2 separate regions of the Danio rerio genome follow, and region 1 is linked to region 2. Evidence: chromatin contacts called from public Micro-C data. All regions are on one chromosome and are shown on one strand. Each heading gives the region's core, a stretch centred on a gene start, on an enhancer-like site or on the middle of the called end of the contact. The rest is flanking DNA. Distances are from core to core; before and after follow the strand shown. Region 1 has its middle 120 kb from the start of slc35b3. Region 2 has its middle 5.5 kb from the start of eef1e1.

Region 1 (4,883 bases), core at 534-3,033, 260 kb before region 2:
TTAGACCTGAATCATGATATGTGCACATGTGCATATGTACACTGAGTTCTTACAATTATTTTTATTATTAGTTTACCAGGGGTGCAAGTATTAACTAATTAGTATTAACTAATGTTCAATGTTTATTTTTTTTCAGTCAACTATAGTTTCATGACAGAGTTTAGAGAAAATAGTGTGGTTCTCCAATGGTAAAAAAAATGAAAAGAAAAGAAAAGAAAAGAAACAAACAAACAAAAAACAATACAATATAATTAAAAACAGAGCACAGATTAATCAAAAAGGGGGGTCTTGAGGTGCCCCCCTTTCCCCTTAAAGTTCAACTGATTTTAAGTATCTTTAAAAATTATTTCACAGCTGAAAAAAGTGAGAAGTAATTTAAGTCAAGATTGTGTACTTAGACCAACAGTTGAAAAAAACTGAATAGATGACACAAAATAATTTGTCCAGTCTGAACAACCACTTTGCACAGCCTTTGAACATAAATATGTTCAACAATGAAATCAAATGATTCACCATGATGAAAAAAAAAACATTATAACAGTACCTAGAGACAAACTCTCAGAATACAACTTCTTTATATTATTATTATTATTATTATTATTATTATTATTATTTACTTGTGTACATGTGCACAGTACTGACATTGCTGCAGGAATGGAATACCTTAAATGACCTCATACTGCATTTCACGAAATATATCACATGTATAGCACCCATCAGCAGAATAGGATGTCCCATAATGCAATGCACTTGATCTTGACCTAGAATTTCTAATTTGACAAATAACCCAAATGTAATATCACTTTATATTTTTTCCCCTAATTTGAACTCTCAAATGTTAAGCTACCTTTTCATCATATAGGATTCAAATGACGCATTTTATTTGTTTAAAATAAATCTGCAAGGACAACATATAGTACTAAGGTGTTTATTGTGGAAGAAATATTTGTGCTATAAGTTATTATGATACAACATTTGATTCCTAAATAAACAGCCATATAAGAAGAGACTTTATTTTACTGTTAGCATTTTAAATTCAATTGATTTTGATGTAATTATTAATAACATAAATACGATTTATTTTGTCATGTATTATTGTTTAATCTGTCTGTATATATAATGACACTAATGCTTGAGCAAAGCTCTTCATAAACCTACTTGAGTCTGAATCGGAGAGCACTGGAATCGGGGGGCAGTGTGGAATGAATGGAATGGGCAGTGAGCAGTCATGCATGTGGCTGTCTCTCTCTCCGTCTCTCTCTCTCTGGTTCTCTTGTGAGCGGGCCGAGGACACTTACCCGGGCCGGCAGAGCTCAGAGGCAGCGCAGCGTGAAATCAGAGAGAAGAGCCGTTGAAGCAGAAAGAGCTTGAGCGGAGCATTACAGAGCACACTGCTGACTTATCCCCTTAAACACACACACACACACACACACACACACACACACACACACACACACACACACACACACACACACACACACACACACACACACACACGCTCGGCAAGTACTAGACAGGATATGGTGTGCAGTGGGCCACTCTTATCCAGTTCAAGGGGAACCTTTACAAAACTGCACACGAGAATGTAGATCTCTGCATTTTAAACTTTGACAATTGTTAAAGAACAGCGATGCGCTTTATAGCCTGTAGCAGTGTCGTTTCGTTTCTAGACAACACAGACAAAAATGTTTCAAATAAAACCGTCCTGTATAAGCCAGACATGACAGGTTCTGTCTGTGCTGCTTACTAATACAAATGAAATGAAAACAAACTATTTCAGGCTGTGTTTGTAGCTCCTGTCAGCGATGCATCACACTGTACCAGACGTCGCACTTCTCAAACCAGTTTTTAATGCATGAGTAATCACATGGATGTGAACATTTCTTTTTGATTCAAACTAATAGAGTTGTATAAGTCAAAATTGCATCATAATGCATCAAAATATGTGCTGAGTTTTAGAGTATAAATACCTAAATAGCTACTAAACAGATATTAATATAAAACTTGCATGACTAATACTGGAAGGAAAGACAGTACTGTATCAAGGTGATCTTCTAGCTAAATAAAGGAAATAATAATAATAATAATAATAATAATAATAATAATAATAATAATAATTATATATATATATATATATATATATATATATATATATATATATATATATATATATATATATATATATATATATATATATATATAATTATTATTATTATTATTACATAGATTTTTTCTTTTTTTTTACTATTATGATTTTTTTTTACCATTATTTGACAAGGAAGTCTAATAGAGTAAACTTTTACAAGAGAGACCTGGCCAAGGTAACAACCAGTAAAACTATTTTAATAATAAAACAATATTAAATTCAGTGTGCTTTTTAAAATAACTTTGGGAAAATACAGTATCATAGAGCAAGTAAACTTCTTTCAGCCTTTTCCCCAATTAGCCCTGTGCAGTTCATTTGGGAGATAAATATGAGTATTTACATGCATTGAGTTGTATAGAAAGCCCATGTATTGTTGATGATAATTCCATATACTCTCTGCATATAACAAATGTCTAGAGAGCAGTCAGTCATACTGAAATCTGTGGCTCTTACAACCCGCCATCTGCCACAGAGTCAAACGCTGACCTCCCCCCGTCGCCTCTATCTGAACATGATGACTTCACACTGTTCAAAACTCATAACAAACACACACACGTCTCAGCATCTGCCACACGCAAGATTTTACATATTTGTTTCCAATTTCCAAATATTACTATTTTGACATAGTGTCACTTCTGCATATTCATTATTCACTGAACACAATGTTCACTTCAATCTGCGCTTTAGTCAAAATTGTGAAGAAACAGTTTGAAACAAGACATGATAATAACTCTAAATTGTGGCTTTTGCAAAGGAAAGAAAATCATGAGTATTTTTAAGAAACTGTTTTAATTAAATATCAATTATTATCAGATTTAGTTGCCAAAAATGACATGTACTGTGTAGTCAAGCAACTATAAATAAATGAATTAAATACACAATGTATTTATTTAATATCTAATAATTTGTATTTACCTGATGTTTTATAATAGAAAGATTTAAAGGAAATTATACTCATTTAAAGCTTTTAAAGGGGATAAAACGGTAAATTTCTCTACCTCCAAACCTCAATAAAACACCTTCACATGAGACATATGAAACCTGGCATATTGACACTGTAAATACAGAGTATTTGTATCAGTGTTAATCACTTTTAATATGGCTGAATGGGCTGAGATCCCACTTTGATTAAAATAAACAGAGAGTTAAGCCTGTCTGAAACATGCAAGAGTGTGTCTGACCCTCAGCTTCCTTTGACACTCATTCACTGTGAAATACTGCCATCTGTTGGGGCTTCATTAGGCCAACACACGCACACACACGCGCATACACACACGCAAAATCACTCCGCTTATCTGGACAAGAGCCATGTATTAATATTCGGTCGCATTTGAGAACGTTATACAAACATTTGACTTTTTTTTTTTTTTTTTTTTTTTGATAGGGAATGTCTCATTCTGATTTTAAGCTGAATGTTGTGTACATTCTTTTTGTGCGTTGTTATTTTCATCATCTTCATCTGAATAATAAAAACTGGAGTATAAAAAAAAGTGTACATTATATAATGTATTTTTTACATTATATAAAAGCACACTTGTATATTAATTTGTTGTGCGTTGCCGCAGTGTCTCTATACACAGCCAAAACACTTAAAACAAAACAAAAAAATATATAATTTAACGCAGTTTTGGTTAAAATATGGACCAACTCAGAGGGTGGGTTAAAAAATGATTAAACAATATAACCCAAAGTTAAGTTGGTCCATATTTTGCAGCATATTTTAAAATGCATATCATTTGATTTCAATAGGAGCAATGAAACCAAGTATCGGACTACAGTTTGCTCTTGAACATCCATTTGGCCAATCCCCAGTGGATTCATTTGTTTCACAGTGGGCCAATTACCTTACCCTTCAGAAAATGTGCTTTTTTTTTTTTTGCACTCGCAATTAAACAGATTTTTTCCTGTTTATGCAACGTGTTCTTAGGAAGAGGGTTATTCGCAGAGGTCAGACTTTTAATTAGCCACTATTTAAGACCAATAACAAAGTGATTATTTGCTAAATGACTCTTGAAAGCTGAGAGGTTTCATGAAAAAAGTACAAGGCATATTAAAGATCCATTCCCCCCTTATCGCCATGTGAATTGTGCCCAAACTGTGCTGAAACCACAGAATGAATTAACCAGGCCTGCTTTTGAAGTTACTGCGGAGACTAAAATCGTTCCCACTGACTTGGAAAATAGGATCTCCTCAATTTCTCAGTTGTTTCTCCTAGACAGTAATGCTATTTAAAGGAAATATTGTATTCTATTTCTTTTATACATGTCTCAAATTGTATTAATATTTCTAGTGTGAAGAACTTTTTTTTTATGTACCAAATGAAAAACAAACCCTTATTTTTAATATTCCAATTGTTTACGACTTCTTATAATTATATTGATATTTTATAATGTAGAGTGTGTTATTTAAGCCAATTTTGGGTAAAATAAGGTTAAATACAACAGCTAAAGTTTATTTTCAAATATAAATATAATAATAATCAAGCACTTTACTTAACTCTTTTTGACCCAATGTTTTCCTAAAACAACCCAGCAGTTTTTAGAGTGTACATAAAACATAAATATGAGCTCCATTAACTTTTAAAGACAAATATTAGCCAAGGAAGTTTTGGTTAATATACTTTTTTTTTTGGAGCTGAAATATCATATTTAATTAAATGCAATATTAAATAGATAAATAGTCGAAGCAATGGTGCAGTAGGTAGTGCTGTCGCCTCACAGCAAGAAGGTCGCTGGGT
Region 2 (4,664 bases), core at 336-2,835:
CACGTGTGTGGGATACATGAGCGCATCTTTGCCAAACTTTTCACAACATTGACTTGTTCTTTGAACTTTAAGCCAACATCAAATCAAAATGTGTACTTTCCTTTAGTTTCCTATGTAAACAAAAACGACGGTCCCAACGTATTTCCTGTTTTACATTTTTAATTCCTATGGCTTCTGAGAATCCAAAAAGAGCCACATATTGATAAATAATGCCATCTTAATATTACGTTATGATTGAATTGCCTCTTGCTACGGTTATGAAATAATTTGATAACAAGCAAATGTTTATGTGTCAATGACATCGCCACATTGAAATAGTGAAAGTGTTTCACTTGTTATACTTCACCATTTTATTTATGTATTAATCTTTGTTTTTCATTAAATATCCAACAGACATCCTAAAAATGAGTACTGTGTTGTATTTTTTTTTTTTTTTTGTGGGATATGTTTGTAATGAATTAAATAAATTGAATTATGGCTGGCAAATTAACTTTTAACAAAGCAAGCATTGTTCACAGAACAAAATGTTTATTGACAGAACTTAATTTTGTCTATTGGGAATTTATTAGCTAATTTGTTAAATATTTCATATACAAACACTGCAATATTCAAATAAGCATTGTGAATTGTGAATTTTTACTTCATTATGACTTTACAGCCCTTCTGTTCAGGCCAGACGTTTTTATAAATGTTAGTTTTATGGGAAAATTACAGATGTTTCTAAATAGTTTATGATTTTTTTTTATCAAAACTTTTTTTAATGATAAACTCGAAATATATATTTGTTTTATATAATAATAACTTATTTAAAATAAGCTGAAACAACACAATTCTTGAGATTTCATTGAGGCAACTTATATTTTTATGTTTAATCCACATAGATTTGTTAAAAGTGTTAAGTTAATTTAATCAATTTGTGTTGTAATATGTGGAACCCTGCATTTTTTAGTGTTTTAATATTTGTTTTTCATTAAACATCCAACTGACATCTTGAAAAAATATTGTATTGTACTTTTTTTTTTTTTTTAAGATGTTTGTTAATTAATTAAGTAAAATCCATTATGGATGGCAATTTGACTTTAAACACAGCAAGCTTTGTTCACAGAACAAAATGTTTATTGAAGGATTTTAATTTTGTCCTTTAGAAATTCATTAGCCAATTTGTTAAATAATTCATGTATAACAAACATTGTGAACTTTTATTTCATTATGACTTTAAAGCCTTTCTGTTCAGGCCAGACGTTCTCATATAAACGTTTTATGAGAAATGACAGCGGTTTCTAAATATTTTTAAAGCCTATATTTATTTATTATTACTTTTTAAAATGTTCATGCTAAATTCTCGACATGTAGCTAAAATACCACAAAACTGTTAAATTTGGCTACTTCAAAAACAAGACTTCGCTAAATACAAAAAAAAAAGCATAACGCTATGTTCTTTGAAAGTCTACCTACACTCTCTTTCGATCTGTGCGGTGTGATGTGCCGTGTAAATCAGCGGATTACCGGAGACAGAACGAGATACGGAGCAATCACAAGCATGCGGCCGCCGCAGCTGATATGTGCCTCTTGTGGCGTCAGGCCTGCGTTTCTCCTTCCTGTCACACAGTCGTCCCGCGTCCCGTCCCGAGACGCAATCTGCCCGATGCCTCCTGACAGCCGGAACGTCTGCTGCCGCTGCCCTTCTGACTGCGCCCGATCCCGCTGTACGTTTAAATATACCGAGGCTGCGCTTACAGGTTATGAGAGGTAGCAGTGCAGACAGTTATGCACGGGCTCAACTAGACAAATCAGGATAACGGGAGGGAATGAAAGAGAGAGAGAGGGGTACTGGGAGAGCGCAATAGCCCCACAGGCACCATCGGTGACCCCACAATATATTTCTAACTAATGTGACCCCGTATTGTGTATCACAATTGGCATCGAAAAACTCCCACAGGCTACGGATTGTTCCCGGGAGTGGGGATCGCTGTCCTCCGTGCTGGCTCATACATACAGGATGTGGCAGCTCCGGGCATTGCGCTGCGCTGGCGGCGTGCATTCAAGATAGCGCTTCGGGCGAAAACCTCCTGACGTACCGCGACGCACAAACAAAAGCAAAGGCCGACAAAACAAGAGAATTAGTCTTACCTTGTTTTTTCCTGAGCACCTAATCGTTTCTGATAGTTTGTATATGCTCATTATGCGTGTTATTTAGGCCAGCTGTTTTATTTATTCGTTTGTTTGCTTGTTTGTTTCCATGAGAAACTTTGTGTCGTAAAAATATATAAAAATACATTAATTAATAGCCCTTACTTCAAAAACAAATGGGCCCACGTGAAGCACTGTTTTATCGTGTGTGTGTGTGTGTGTGTGTGTGTGTGTGTACGTGCGTGCGTGCGTGTGTGTGAGGGAGAGAAGCTTATGTCTACAATGATTGTGATTGCTCTGTAACTATAACTATGCGTTTTTGTGTCATCGTGAAACGAGACACGACATAACAGAAGGGCTTCAAACTTGCGTTCCTGTTTATGATTTGTGGACGGCAATCTTTATGTTGTTGGGTCCAGGGACCCCCATGAAAAGGGAAGCAATTAAGTGCTGGGGGTCTTTGGAAATGTTTAGAAAATAACTAAAAAGTAAGCAGTGATTTATTTATTAAATTTAATTAACTATCAACATCATTATTATTTTTACCAAGATAAATAATTAAATACAGTTGAAATCAGAATTATTAAACCCCCTTTGATTTTTTTTTTTTGATTTTTATAATATTTCCCAAATGATGTTTATCAGTGTTAAAAAAAATCACAGTATGTCTGAATTTTTTTTTTTTTTTTTTTTTTTGCTCTGAAGAAAGTATTTTTTGTTTTATTTTAGCTATAAAAAACGGTTTTCAATTTAAAACATTTTAAGGTCAAAATTATTAGCCCCTATATTTTTGACTGTCTACAGACCAAACCATCATTATACAGTAACTTGCCTAATTACTCTAACCTGCCTAGTTAACCTAATTAACCTAGTTAAGGTTTAAATAAAGGCTAATGATTCTGGGGGTTTAATAATTCTGACTTCAACTGTATGAAAATAAAAAAGAAAAGGGGGCGTTGGACAAAGGTCTGGAATTTGTACCATATCTGAGCTCATCTGTCCTATTTTGTGCGAAATATGCCATCATAAATAGTAAAAAATAGTCCATTGAAAATCTAATTAAAACTAATTTAACATTTGTTGTTATCCATGAATTTTCAAATGTACTATATATATATATATATATATATATATATATATATATATATATATATATATATATATATATATATATATATATAATTTATTTTTTTACAAAAGATCACATAAGAACAGTGAAGCTCTACATTATTATTATTATTATTATTATTATTATTATTCAAATAGCCAAAATCCAAAAGTTGAATGTGCTGGCCATTTTATCATTTATAATTTGCCTAATAAATGACAATAGGCTTGTTTTTCATTTAAAGCATTTCCCTTTTTTTTTTTTTTTTTTTTGATGATATATATGATGTAATAAATTCCCAAATAATTTTTCATATTTCTTTATTCTAAATTTAGGAAATTGCTTTGTTGCATCAAAAAGTGTGGTTATGATGACCATCCGACAAGCCAATCCAGCTTAAATAGAGCTTAAAATGTAATTAAATCTCATAACTAAATAGAAAATGAGGTGTATAACTGCAAAAAGGTCCATGTTTTGAGAAAAAAAAAACACCCCTTTCACAGGCTACAGACCTGTAACAGCTGTTATGATCATAAAATAGACTATACTATAAAACCATTCAATAAGTAACAAACAAATAAATACAAACAAGATTAAAAATAGCAATTGATTAAACAAATAAATGCAGTTTTCTAAAATAAGTAGAAAAATATAATGTAAAATAAAATATTGCCTATAATATATTAAATGTTTTTCAAACTATAGTTTGTTCACTGTATAATTGGAATTTTCTGTAAATATAAATGCCTTCCTCAAGCATGATTATTAAGATTGTATCTTAATATTTATTATTCATACAAATAAATGAAGTAGTGAGTAGAAAAAAAACTTGTTTCAATTTTTTTTTCATGTATAATTTGGATTTTTATACTGTAAATATCAATGCCTTGTATGTAAGCATTATACTATTTAGATTACATATAAATATTTCAAACCCCCTGTATAAAAGGTTGCAGCACAAGCCCCTTTAGAAGCATTTTCAGCATTCACACAGTCAGTCCTTCTCAAAATAAAAAATAAAATAAAAGAGTTTCAGGCAACGTTTTGACGTATGGGTGCATGAGAAGCACGCAACACTTCCAAGGCCACAGTCGCTTTCCATGATGTCACCCACACCTGGCCCTTATGGAGTTAATAAGGCCAGTTTGATTGATAGCTGACATTTCATTATGGAGGAGTCATACAGTGATTGTGTAAATCCAAACAGACACGCCGCACTGAGGACGAGCACGGGGATGCTGGGAAACAGACAGCCAAGTGAAGCAGAGGAAAACTTGCTGCAGGACTCAGGAAACTCTAAACCCTTGCTGTCATTTTGATTTAAATTTTCAGGACTTAGATGAAAAACAATGAGTAAATACATATATGCTACTATAAACTGCGCTGCAACCCTTTCATCTGCTGTACAGTTGTCTCTTAGTTGACC

The links. Hi-C and Micro-C count contacts between places; a contact is called where the count stands out from the background.
Region 1: a contact with region 2 is called in a Micro-C map of caudal fin, with 8 times the contacts expected there. The contact joins two enhancer-like sites. A contact is called at or near these places in 2 of 18 Hi-C or Micro-C datasets (caudal fin and an unstated tissue) and 1 of 4 datasets of contacts at active chromatin or transcription factors (embryo).

The regions. Positions count from the first base shown.
Region 1 is chr24:8,537,776-8,542,658 of GRCz12tu, reverse strand. No RefSeq gene overlaps it. Among named protein-coding and RNA genes, the nearest start is that of slc35b3, 120 kb to the right of the region's middle. Within about 2 kb of position 1,783, at least 26 of the 62 cell types and tissues checked have an H3K27ac peak or open chromatin away from gene starts, as enhancers often do. A contact at or near this core is called in caudal fin, where this site is marked.
Region 2 is chr24:8,276,377-8,281,040 of GRCz12tu, reverse strand. No RefSeq gene overlaps it. Among named protein-coding and RNA genes, the nearest start is that of eef1e1, 5.5 kb to the right of the region's middle. Within about 2 kb of position 1,585, at least 36 of the 62 cell types and tissues checked have an H3K27ac peak or open chromatin away from gene starts, as enhancers often do. A contact at or near this core is called in caudal fin, where this site is marked.